3 separate regions of the Mus musculus genome follow, and regions 2 and 3 are each linked to region 1. A link is a contact called in public promoter capture Hi-C data. All regions are on one chromosome and are shown on one strand. The core of a region is the stretch at or near the end of the contact, and the rest is flanking DNA. Distances in the headings are between cores, read along the strand shown. Region 1 holds the start of Ahcy (S-adenosylhomocysteine hydrolase). Region 2 holds the start of Rab5if (RAB5 interacting factor). Region 3 holds the start of Cnbd2 (cyclic nucleotide binding domain containing 2).

The links. Promoter capture Hi-C pulls out the DNA fragments that hold promoters and counts their contacts.
Region 2: a contact with region 1 is called in a promoter capture Hi-C map of pre-B cells, with 3 times the contacts expected there. The contact joins the promoter of Rab5if here to the promoter of Ahcy in region 1. A contact is called at or near these places in 2 of 39 promoter capture datasets (liver and pre-B cells).
Region 3: a promoter capture Hi-C map of pre-B cells shows a contact between it and region 1, with 5 times the contacts expected there. The contact joins the promoter of Cnbd2 here to the promoter of Ahcy in region 1. A contact is called at or near these places in 1 of 39 promoter capture datasets (pre-B cells) and 1 of 9 other capture datasets (liver).

What each region holds. Positions count from the first base shown.
Region 1 is chr2:155,072,313-155,076,435 of GRCm38.p6, reverse strand. It overlaps Ahcy (S-adenosylhomocysteine hydrolase), which reads left to right and starts at 1,939. Exons shown (of 10, transcript NM_016661.3): 1 at 1,939-2,071. The coding sequence starts at 2,044. Gm39966 (a long non-coding RNA gene) reads left to right here and starts at 2,262. Exons shown (of 2, transcript XR_866885.2): 1 at 2,262-2,486; 2 at 2,730-4,123. It overlaps Gm45609 (a long non-coding RNA gene), which reads right to left and starts at 1,924. Exons shown (of 3, transcript XR_001783519.2): 1 at 1-1,924.
Region 2 is chr2:156,860,947-156,865,069 of GRCm38.p6, reverse strand. It overlaps Rab5if (RAB5 interacting factor), which reads right to left and starts at 1,948. Exons shown (of 4, transcript NM_026124.3): 1 at 1,653-1,948. The coding sequence starts at 1,766. 5430405H02Rik (RIKEN cDNA 5430405H02 gene) reads left to right here and starts at 2,125. Exons shown (of 3, transcript NR_027914.1): 1 at 2,125-2,471.
Region 3 is chr2:156,310,288-156,314,410 of GRCm38.p6, reverse strand. Cnbd2 (cyclic nucleotide binding domain containing 2) reads right to left here and starts at 1,938. Exons shown (of 13, transcript NM_027585.2): 1 at 1,612-1,938. The coding sequence starts at 1,878. It overlaps Scand1 (SCAN domain-containing 1), which reads left to right and starts at 1,707. Exons shown (of 2, transcript NM_020255.3): 1 at 1,707-1,909; 2 at 2,009-2,565. The coding sequence starts at 2,063. The coding sequence ends at 2,491.

The DNA of each region.
Region 1 (4,123 bases), core at 690-3,189:
ACATCATTTCCTTCCTTCCTTCCTTCCTTCCTTCCTTCCTTCCAACCACAATTTCCCTCCCTCCTTCCCTCCCAGTCTCTTTCCACCTCCCACTGAATTTACTCCTCTGTTTCTTAAAAGAAAGAATTTGATTGTGGGCTTGCTTACAGTTTCATAGGATTAGTCTATTATCATCGTGGTGGGGCATGGTGGGGATATTTCCAGAGTATGATGCACTCACAGTGCTGGGGCAGTAGCTGAGAGTTACATCCTGGTCTATAGGCTGAAACAAACAGACAGATAGACAGACAAAAGATAGAGAGAGGAGGGAGTTTATACTTGTTACTGTGAGTCTAGTCAAAGATGCATAGCTGGGGAAACGGTAGGTCTTCAGGAGGAGCCTACTACTGTTGAGTTAAATGTTGTCTCCTAAATATTTGTTTATAGTCACAGAGTGGCACAGTCCTCAGTTTTGGTCAGAAAAATCTCCTTTTGTAGCAAATGACAGGTAATGCAAATGACCATGGCTGGTCGAGGTGCTGAGTGTGACTGTCTCAGATCATATCACGCCCTTTCAAAGCTCAGGGGAACACCATAGGAGGAGGAGCAGAAAGAACGTAAGAACTGGATGGAGGGGAGGAGGGTTGTGGACCCACACGGCATGGCCGTTGCAATCAGAACTCACAACTGCAGCTATTTGCCCAGGACCTGCACAACACTGGATCCCCAGCAACATTCAGTCATGGATGGGGGAGGTGTCCCGGGACATTGCTAAAATTCCCTCCTAGGAGACAGAAGCAAAATCTACACCTCCTCCCAAATAAACTGAGGTATGATTCTGCGGAAGATCCTTCTGGGGGAACCGGTGAGGTCAGTGAGCTTCCTGACAACGCATACACAGGTCAGGGGGTACTTACCAGATAGGGGTATGAATGATGCTTTTCCCCAAAGACCACAGCTGGAGACCACACCTCAACCAGCAGGGATGAGGGCCTCGCCAGTAGACGGGTAGCTGGAACCTACTTCCCTGACTACATACTCTAGTCCTTCCCTGAGGTCATGTTCAGTTTAGGCAGAATTGCATATAACAGGAGGTAGGGTGCAGCTGGACACCCAGGAGAAGGTCTTGTGACCCTCCTTGTTACTCCATGAGGAGACAGATAAGTCCAACGGAGGCCAACTTTTTACAAAGGGGCCAACTGAACTCCCCAGAGATGGTATATGCACACAACATGGGGCCTGGTTTCCTTCCTGAAAGCTAGCCGCTGAGAGCCGCTGAGAGAGAAGTCATACTCTTCAGGTGTATAGTCATTGGTGAGTTATCTATGCTCCTGCGGATAGCTCCGCAGTCATTTCCATGTGAGCAGCCTGTGAATCACCAAGAAAGACTACCGAATGAGAAGGTGTTGAGGAGGGGGTGGGGGCGAGCAAGGAAAGGCAAACAGAGGGAGGAGAGAGTGACACAATTGCAACCGGTGATTTTTCTTTCTTTGTTTTTGAGATAGGGCCTCACTCTGTAGCCTCGGTTGGCCTGGAACTAATTAGCGATAGAGCAGACTGGCCTCGAATTTGTGACAAATCTCCTGGCTCTGGCTCCAGAGCGGGAGATTTCAGACACTGTCTCCAGAGTGGGGATTCACAGGCACATACCACTAGGCCCAGCTCTTTACTTTGATCTTGCAAGAGTTTTACAATTGAAGCAGTTAAGGCTCAGGTTAGTAAATTGGCTAGAGTCTAAGAATTCTGCCTTGTTTTGACCTCTGATTCACTGGCTGGACGGATGGGAGAAGAACCGCCTCTCTCCACGCTCCCTCCTAGTCGAGTGCCAGGGGTCCAAAGGCCACAGTGCACAAAATTTATGATTTTTGAGGCAGAGATCAGCCTTGCTCCCGCTCCGCTCAACGCCTCGAGCTAGGCTCCGCCCCTAAGTTTCAGCCCCCAGCAGGTTCATGAATATTCAAATAAGAAGATATTTAAAGACGCCGGCGCCAGGCGTAGATCCCTGCCCCGCGCCGCCCGGCCCCCTTCACTGAGTTCATCAGTCCTAGCGGAAGCGCCGCCAGCATGTCTGATAAACTGCCCTACAAAGTCGGTGAGTCCCAAGGGTTCAGTCCTCCGTGGCGACTCGGCTCCCGTCCTGGGTTTGTTGTCAGTACCGACCTGCGTCTTGTTTAGGTGGCGGCTTCGGGGCGCCCCGGGACCCCTAGAATCGCTGGCCTGGCCGCGCAGGTGCCCGGGGATTGGAGTCCACACGCCGCCGAGAGCCAGGAGTGGGAAACGGCCGCGGACTACAAGTCCCGGCGTGCCCCGCGGTAGGCGCCCAGAGCGGCAGCGCGGGCTGTGATCTTTGGTCGGGCAGCGTGCTCCTGTCGGAGAGACTGGCCATTGGGAAGCGGCCCTAGAGGCCCAGACCCTGGCCCTGGCGTTTGGCGGCTTGGGTGGCCCCTAGCAAGGGCCCACCGTCTTCTGGGCCTTGAGCAGGGCCGGAGAGAGCATCAGTGTTCTAGGTGCTAATGAGGAGAGGCCTGGAAACGGCTAGTCTCGGTGCAACGGGAACTTAGGGTCCCATCTGCTCAATCTCTGGGATATCTAGTGGATGTCTAGAAAATTTGGAGTGGTTAGAAATTACTGTTCGTTTTGTCCCGATTATAGAAAGCTGTCTGAGTAAACACACCTTAACTTGAGCGTTTACAGTGGGATGGGCACTGCCTTATAGCATTATTCTAGACTAACCCGTCTTATTATTGTAGCTCTCCATGGAAGGAACGGTTTTATGTTTACAATGAATATCCAGAGGTATAAAGGGCATTTTCCCAGAATCTTGTAACTGGAAAGCAGCTGGTTAGAATTTGGACTCAGGACATCATGACCTCTAAGCTCATCTCTTCCACTGCTGTCTGTATACAAGGCAATACACTTGAAACAACCCTAATGGAATTTCAACACAATCCAATTCAAACTGTGCCTAGTGACACAAGCTTGTAATCCCAGCCCTGCTATCACTACTGAGGCCAAGGAATCGATCAGCTCATTTCAGAGGTCAGCCTGGGCATACAGTGAATTCCAGACCAACCTGGACAAGATGGGGAGACCCTATCAAAACAAAACTACAAACCAAACAAACAGAAAAACAAAGCAATTCAGGCTGGTTAGCTTTTAAAATAATTTCAATACTCTATTAAATTGGAAAGGGTCCTCAAAGGGAGATGAATGCTATCCCATTACACAGGAACCTAGGGAAGTGGCTTTGCAAATTCTTATTAAGATAGTTAATCAGCCAGCAGGGCAGTTTATTGTCTCCACTGGGTAGATGCTAAGACTGAAGCCCAGAGAGGTTTAAGTCAGTGTTGTCTTGGCGGAAGAGCTAGAATGGAGGCTCGACATACTGTGTAGGGAGGGATTGGGAGGGGGGGGGACCACAGATTGTATGGATGAAGATTGGGAGGGGGGGACCACAGATTGTATGGATGAAGATAAGGCTGGGTTCTTGCCTGTGTAAGGGTGGAGGCATGATTTGCCCATCAAGTAGGGTATGCTGTATGCTAGACCTTACTCGTTTGGCATTTCCTATGATCCTTGGGCTCAGGTTCAAGTTGATTCTCCTTATTTTGAAGAAGTGGGTTTAGAAAGGGTTCCACAGTTCCGTCTGGCGTTATGGGCAGTAGTCAGTTACCATGTGGGTGCAGGGGCTTGAACTCAGGCCCTCTAGAAGAGCAGCCAGAGAGCTCTTAACCACCAAGCCATCTTTCCAGCCCCCTCCTTCCTTTTTCCCCTCTATTTCATTCATTATTTCTTTTTCTTTTTCCTTGTCCTGTACCATCTCTTCATGAATTTTTGCTTATTTATTTTTTTTGCAGCTGGTATGGCCGGTAGACATTTTCTGACTCCTCTGTGCCAGGGCCTGCTGGTCACTGGAGGTATTGAGACCCAGGCACACGGCTGAGACAGATAGGCCCGTATGGTATAGTGTTAGTTTTATGTGAGGAGATCTGCCACTTTTCTCTCCATGGCTACCAGTCCCCAGTCTCATCTCTCCTCACAGGTCTGTGATCTCCTTGCTCCCATTTTGTTTTCCTGCTTTTTGAGCCTCAGCTGGTCTTGAATTCCATCTTCCTTTAGCCTCCACAGCACTGTTTATAGGCAC
Region 2 (4,123 bases), core at 699-3,198, 1.8 Mb before region 1:
CATGGCTCTTTTCTTTTTTTTCTAAACTTATTTTATATGTATGTTTTATCTTTTTTTTTTAAAGATTTATTGATTATATGTAAGTACACTGTAGGTGTCTTCAGACACTACAGAAGAGGGAGTCAGATCTTGTTACGGATGGTTGTGAGCCACCATGTGGTTGCTGGGATTTGAACTCCGGACCTTCGGAAGAGCAGTCAGGTGCTCTTACCCACTGAGCCATCTCACCAGCCCTGTATGTTTTATCTTAATGTATGCATGAGCACCATGTATGTGCCTGCTGCCCATGGATGCTGGAACACTGGAACTCCTCAGAACTGGAGTTACAGACCGTTGTGACTCACCATATGGGTGCTTGGATTGGAGCCCACTCTAAACTGCTGAGGCCTCTCTAGTCCCCATATGTGGTTCTTTTTTGTTGTTGTTTTCGAGGCAGGGTTTCTCTGTGTAGCTCTGGCTGTCTTGGAATTCACTCTGTAGACCAGGCTGGCCTGCAACTCAGGGATTCCCCGACCTCTGCCTCCCAGTGCACTACCACCACCACCTTGCTCCATATGTGGTTCTTCTGTCATTCCTTCTACTAAAGTGTGATGGGAAACAATATATTTAGACTATTAAGTGACTAATTCCAGAGCCTGTTCTCTACCATATTTTAGAGAAGTCGTTACTTCTTTAAAAGAAGCTGCGTAAATAGAAGTTTGTTTTGAAGTGACAATGGGCACTGTGCTCCTGGCCACAGATAACCCTTGGCTGGCCAGCTAAGTTCTAGAGAGTCTCCAGGAAGAAAAACTATTAACTTCAGTTCCCACCCTTCCTGTACAGCGACTTTTGAGAAAGCCAGAGTTAGGAAAGTGTGGTGGTGGAGAAGTGTGTGCTTAGGCCTGTGCCAGCTCATCTAAGTTTCACCCAACAAAGAGCACTCAGGTTTGTGAACTGCCCTGGACTCCAGACACCAGTCCTTGGACCGGGGAAGATAAAAAATATGACACAGCAGTTCACAAAGACGACAGGTTTTGCAAGAGCTGGGCAGGGCTGGGGGCAGGCCAAGGGCACCTTCAGGAAGTACTCCCCCCCTCCATGGCGGAACTGAAGGGAGGGAAGCCCAATTTCAACAGTCCAAACAACGGAAGGAGTCCAAATATAGCATTCTTTTCAAACCATCTAGAATCGGGCTGAATGGTGACAGGCTTGAAGATCACAGAATGGAGCAATGATAGGAGGCGTCCAGGCTCAGATCCTCTGGAGATGACCAGCGAGTGCATCTTTAAGTCCCCAACCTCTTCTAACCCATGTCTAGCGACTTTCTTACTAACTCACACCCTCTTAAGGTGGTCTTAGAACCGGCTCTCGAATCTTAAAGCTCACAGGGCATGTCTTCTTTCTCATCTAAGCGAGCAAGGACAGAGCCACCCCTCGCAATGTGCAAAGTAAACGCACTTCAGGGATTCCGCACCCGGCACGTGCGCAGTCTTCAGAAGCGCTAACTACTCCGGATCCTGCGGAGCAAACGGCGGGGGATAGCAGGGGCTCCGCTCGCTCCACTACGCGCCGGCCCCCTTGGCACCCCGCTCCCTGCTCCCATGGCCGCGCCCGGCCGATTGGCCGGGGCGAGGGAGACCCGGGCCCGTCCTCCCTCGCCGGGCCTTCTGCACCTTGTCGTCCCAGGCCGCGTCGCTCCGCAGCACCTTGCTCCACACGGACACCTTGAGGGCCCCGTTGGCCAGCTGCGGCTGAGGCGGCTCCTCCTTCCGCCGCCCGCCGCTCATCCTCCCGTCGCGCCGCCCGAGCCGGGCGTGGGGCGCGCGGGCCAAGCCGAAGGGAGTCGGGGTCTGGGACCGCGGGACTCGGCGCGCGGGGCGGCAGCGGTAGTCCGGGCAGCGAGGGACAGTGGCCCGCCGAGGCTCTGCTCGCTCTGCCCAGCGGCCGGCTCGCTAAGCTCCACGGAGCAGGCGCCGCCGAGGGAGGGGCGGGGCCCTGATGACGTGCGCACGCAGCCAATCGGCGGCCACGCGGCGGTCGGCTCCGAAGCTCGGCGACGCCTCGACGCGAGCGTCCCCTCCGGTGGGCGGAAGTGACAGAAGCTTCCGGCGGACGCCAGGGGACGGTGAGCGAGAAGGGACAAGTGCGGCCCGGAGGCGATCTGTGCGCGAGGAGGCGCTGTGAAGACTGAGGCACAGCCCCTCCGAGGAAAGCCGAGATTGTACGTTTCCTTGCCGGCTGAGCCGCGGCTCGTCCCCCGGAGCGACACAAAGAAGAAGTGGCCTTGCATCCTGCTCCGCCTCCCGAGCCGGGTCCTTGGTCCCCGGAAGCCCTGGGCTGCCCCACTGGAGTTACCTTCTGTGCGTTCTCTCCTAAACCTACACGTTATTCACGACTTTGTTCATGACTATGGAAAACAAAACAAAAACAAAAACCAAACCAAAGTTCCCTCGCCTGGCGATGGTGCAAGCCTGTCTACCTGCTGGAGGATGGTAAGTCCCCGGTCACGACAACCTGTCTCAACGGGAAAAAAAACAATTCTGTGAACCCTAACGTCTCCTCTTGCTCAGCGTTCTCTTCTGAGATCCGAATGTGAAGCTGAGATCCCAAGAGAGAAATTCTTTCCTAAGGATGAGGCAAGTTGAAACCAGGGGAGAACCCCACTAGGGGGAATAGAAAAGTAGTAGGTGTCGGGCTAGCTACCCCGTCCTCACTGTGTGTTGTTAGCACTTCCCAGGATGTGTTTTGAAAGGACAGAAGGAGCAGCACCCCCTGCGAACTTGTACAAAGACACGTTGTGGTGTACACTGTGACTCGTCTGCAGTCCAAACCCGGGGAGGAATGTTAGGCTGGCCTGGCTACATTCCAAGATCCCGTGCCCCGTCTGACCTGGGTTACACAGCGAAGCTGGTCTAGCATACAGAGTGAGAGATGCTGCCTCAAACAGACAAATGAGCAAAATCAGTCCCATCCTCCAGATGGTGCCACACAGGATGTGCTATGCTAAGGGATATCACTAAAAAACAAAAGAAAAGAAAAACCCCCCAAGAATTGTTTATTATGTATACATCGTTCTGGCTGCATGTTTGCCTGCAGGCCAGAAGAGAGGTTACCAGATCACATTATAGATGGTTATGAGCTACCATGTGGTTGCTGGGAATTGAACTTAGAACCTCTGGAGGAGCAGCTAGTGTTCTTAATCTATGAGCCATCTCTCCAGCCCGGAACATCACTTTTATGCAGTGAGTTTATAAAGGCAAAGTAATTTGCCTGGAATCATTGAGTTAGTAGTTGGGTTTATTTTACTCTAAATCCGAGTTCTTTTCTTTTTAAAAATAATTATTTCATTCCATAGTATGGGTGTTTTGCCTGCAGTGTGTGTGTGTGTGTGTGTGTGTCTGTGTGTGCACCACTTTGTGTGCCTGCTGCCTAAGAGGGCGACATATCTCCTACAGATAGTTGGGCGCAGTCATTCAGGTGCTTGGAATTGATTTCTTTTTTAAAAGTTTATTTTATATGTGTGTGTATATATATATATATATGTGTGTGTGTGTGTGTGTGTGTGTGTATACACAAATATATATGTGTATATATATATACACACACACACACACACACATATGTACATATATATGCTGTTGCTGTCTTCAGACACACAGGAAGAGGGCATTGAATCCCATTACATATGGTTATGAGCCATGATGTGGGTGCTGGGAATTGAACTCAGGACCTCTGAAAGAGCAATCAGTGCTCTTAATTCTGTCCAGCCCGGAACTGAATTCCTAAGCCAGAATTCGTAAGCACTGTGCCATCTCTCTCCAGTCGTGTGTGTGTGTGTGTGTGTGTGTTCCTAAGCCAGAATTCGTAAGCACTGTGCCATCTCTCTCCAGTCGTGTGTGTGTGTGTGTGTGTGTGTGTGTGTGTGTGTGTGTGTGTGTGTGTGTGTGTGTGTGTGTGTGTGTGTGTGTGTGTGGTGTGTGTGTGTGTGTGTGTGTGTGTGTGTGTGTGTGTGTGTGTGTGTGTGAAATAGGATCTCACTATAGAGCCCTTGGCTGGCCTGGAGTTTGCTATATAGGCCAGGTTGATCTGAAACTTACACAGTTTCAGCTGTGTCTCCTTCCTCAGGGTACTGAGATTAAAAGCA
Region 3 (4,123 bases), core at 689-3,188, 1.2 Mb before region 1:
GAGTGCCAAGAGCCGGGTGTGGTGGCTCACGCCTTTAATCCCAGCACTTGGGAGGCAGAGGCAGGTGGATTTCTGAGTTCAAGGCCAGCCTGGTCTACAGAGTGTGTTCCAGGACAACCAGGGCTATACAGAGAAACCCTGTCTCAAGAAAAGAAGAAGAAGGAGGAGGAGGAGGAGGAGGAGGAGGAGGGGAGAGGGGGAGGAGGGGGAGGAGGAAGAGGAGGAGGAGGAAGAGGAGGGGGAGGGGGAGGAGGAGGAGGAGGAGGGGGAGGAGGAGAGTGCCAAAGTTAGTATGAGGCCAAGCAGAGCAATTCAGTCAGAAGCCAAGAGAAGCTGAATGAACCCGGTCATTCTGGAAGACTTAGTTGTCCGGAGGAGGATAGAAGCCTAGAACTTCGTGGGCTGCCCAGAGCTGTGGACTCACAATGCTTGGGTACCACGCTCATCTCATCCCATCATCCCAAGCATCCTTACCAACCGCTCCATCTCCCTAGCTCTGAAAGCTCTGTCTTTTCCAGAGCTTGATTTACTCCACCTGACAACTGTGAGGCAGGCACTATTTATTGCTGGGGGTGTTAAAGCAAAGAAAAGATGTTTCCTGACACCTGATTCCGACACTCTAGACAGCAGCTAGTCAACAAAGATATACTATAAACTGTATGTGTAATTTAAAAATTTCAAAGTAGTTGTATTTTAAAAGTAAAAAGACACAGGTAAAATTTAATAATATAGTTTATTTGACCCCCATATATACAAAATTACATAACATACTCAAATATGTAATAAATACAAAATATTTTTCTTTTCCTACAGACACATGCGTAATTCTACATTTTAATACATCTCAATTTCGGGGTATTTACCTTTCAAAGATTCAGTAAATACAAGAAGCTAATGGCCACCATCTGGGACATCGTTAATTACAGTTTACTTATTAAACTTTTTTCAAAGATGTATTTACTTATTTTATGTATTCACCGCTGTTCTTTTCAGACACACCAGAAGAGGGCATCAGAGCCCATTGTAGATGTAAGCCACCATGTGGTTGCTGGGAATTGAACTCAGGACCTCTGGAAGAGGAGTCAGTGCTCTTAACTACTGAGCCATCTCTCCAGCCCCCCACTTATTAATCTTAAAGTTAAAGTAGTACCCACTGAATCTCTTTCTCTTGGTTTTCGAGGACAAGCAAAAACAATGACAAAGAAGCCCTGAGCACTTGTTTGGGGGCAGGAAAGTCTGAAGACTCTTGCCCAAATACTTTGTCCTTCTCAAAATAAAGTGAAATCAATTGCACCTATGCAGGCGACAGTATATGTGTGTGTGTGTGTGTGTGTGTGTGTGTGTGTGTGTGTGTGTGTGTGTGTGTTTAATGAGATTCTCAGCTCAATTTATAGCTCAGGAGGTGTCCTTTAGCTCTAGGATTACGGGCTTGAGAGATCTTTTTAAAAGTAATTGGAGCCCCTGTCCCGCTGTCCCACCCAGGGCATCCGCCCAAGCTCCGACAATCCCCTAGCCAACCATCACCCTCCTTTACCCAGGACTGTCAGCGCTACCCCCAGATCCTGCCTGGTCAAGTAGGGACCAGCATCTACCCTAGGAGGCGCAGGTCACCTGCACGCCAGGGCGGTCCTTCGGTTGGGGTGTCTCCGCCTTTATCTCCTTAATCGAGGCCGGACTCTCCTTGTCTTCCTCTGATCTGGAATCCGATCCCGACTCAGATTTCGACTCTGTCGTGTCCGACTTGTCCGCCGGCTCCAATGGGGACCTTGCAGTGCCGCCATCCTTAGTGTCAGTAGAGCTGATGTCTACGGACTTCCCCAGATCAAACTTCACGTGACTGGTAGAGGAGGCGGCTTCCGGATTCGCGGATCGGTTCATTTCCGGCCACCGAGGAGCTTCGCGGGTCGAGGTAAGCTGGGCTTGCCCGCAGCCTGTCCTGAGTCCGCGTCCCGCTGGGGTGCCCGGGCCCTGCCCTTCAGCGGCCCTCTGTTACCTCCTTCCGGTGCAGACGCAGGCGAGGCGCCGGACTGCGAAACAAAGGGGGACGCCAACAGCCGTAGTCATGGCGGCGCCGCAGCCCAGCCAGGACCCCCAAAGCCCCGCGGCGCCTCCCGAGCAGCAGGAAGGAGCCGGCGACTGTGCGGCCCCGTCGCCCGATTCCGGGAGCTCCCCGGCCCCGGAGCTCCCCGGCGCGCCCGCAGCTTTGAACACGGCGCCCTACGCTGACGCCGCCCTGCGGCCCGGAGCCTCTCGGCCCGGCCCCGAGACCTTTCGCCAGCGCTTCCGGCAGTTTCGCTACCAGGACGCGGCCGGGCCCCGGGAAGCCTTCCGGCAGCTGCGGGAGCTGTCCCGCCAGTGGCTGCGGCCGGACATCCGCACCAAGGAGCAGATCGTGGAGATGCTGGTGCAGGAGCAGCTGCAGGCCATTCTACCGGAGGCGGCCCGGGCTCGGCGGCTGCGGCGCCGCGCGGACGTGCGCATCACCGGCTGAGCGGCGGAGCCTGGGGCTCCCTGGACTGACACCCTACCCCTGAGTTAATAAAAGTTGAATTTTGACAGCTCCCATGTCTGCTGTGTCTTGCGTTCGTTCTTTATTTATTGGGTTTATTTTACGAACTTGTTGCCCACCTTTCCAGCTGATAGCTAGAGGATTCTGGGAACCTGTAAGATTAAGGCTTTTGATTAGCTATTCCTGGACCACTGCATTTGCGCGAAGCTGTGCCCTTAGGCAGGAAATCTACCTAGATCTAGACCACATTCAGTTTTTCTAAACCTGCATGAGTTTTGTTTTGCAAAAGGCCATGTTAATGAGGTTTCAGTTTTCTAGCCTTCTATTCTCCCCTCTGCCTCACACTATCTAGTATCCGAGCTTCAGCAGATGGCAGTACACAGCGGTTTCGAAGCTGAGCAGTAAAATAACTGGCCCTATTAAATGCTTTATTTAGTTGGTTGTTGTGACTCATACTTTAAACCTCAGCACTCAGGAAGCAGAGGCAGGAGGGTCTCTGAGGCCAGCCTGGTTTTTACATAGTGTGTTCCAGCCAGGGCTATGTAGACCCTCTCAAAAACAAACTCAAGCAACAGAACTGATATTGCCAAGGAAAGCGAACTCTCGTTTCACTTTATGCTTAAAGATCAGTAACTGGAATCAGTACAACTGGACAACAGTGTTTTCCCAGTAATCTTGTTGGAAATAGCCTCTTCTTCCAACGGTTACCTGGTAAGTTTTTTTTTTGAAAACAGCTTTTCTCAGTTTTTCTTTTGAGAAGTTGATGTGTACTTTACATAATTTCCACTTAACTTCTCCATCTCATATGACCTCTACTTTCACATTTGTTAGACACACACACAGAGTATCCAGTGTCCTGTGACAGGGACTGAGAAGGCTCGGCATGTTTCCTTGCCTTAACCTATATGGGTCAGGGCCTCCTGTCTTTCTATATACACGTGTTGGTCATTTGAGAAATGTTTTGCATAAAACTATTTAGCGTTCATGACCTTAAAAACAAACCAATGGCCATGACGGAAATGTGTATCATGAAAAGACGCCTCGGACTTCGGACTCCTTGACACCGATGCCCATTCCTCTCCTTTATCAGCCTCTCATGAACTTCCTCTGTGAGAGAACTCCCTGGAGTGAGGCACACTTGTGAGCAAGACTTCCCTCTCTGCCCCATTTTTTAAACCAATGAGTAAACTCCTCAATCTCCAATGTTCCACCTGCTCAATGGTTTCCCCCGGGATGAGCCTGGAATGCATGAGTAATACGAACTTACTGTGAGGCTCCTGTTTGAATTTTGCAATGAAATGAAGACAACCAGTTTTGAGGATTCTGCCCAGGCATGGGTGTTAGTTGAGGGGTAGTTCAGGTCTATAGGAAGCCTGGGTTTGTTGAACGCAGTAGGTAAGTCTCAGTCTAGGGAAACAGCCTGTCCTGCCTTGCACTGTGTCCAGCAACCAAAAATGCAGTAAACCTGCAGCTTCCACTGCAATGTGTGAGCCACACTTGAACTCAGGACCTTCAGAAGAGCAGTCAGTGCTCTTAACCGCTGAGCCATCTCTCCAGCCCCCGGCACTTTATTTTTTAAGACAGGGTTTCTCTATGTAGCCCTGGCTGTCTCCG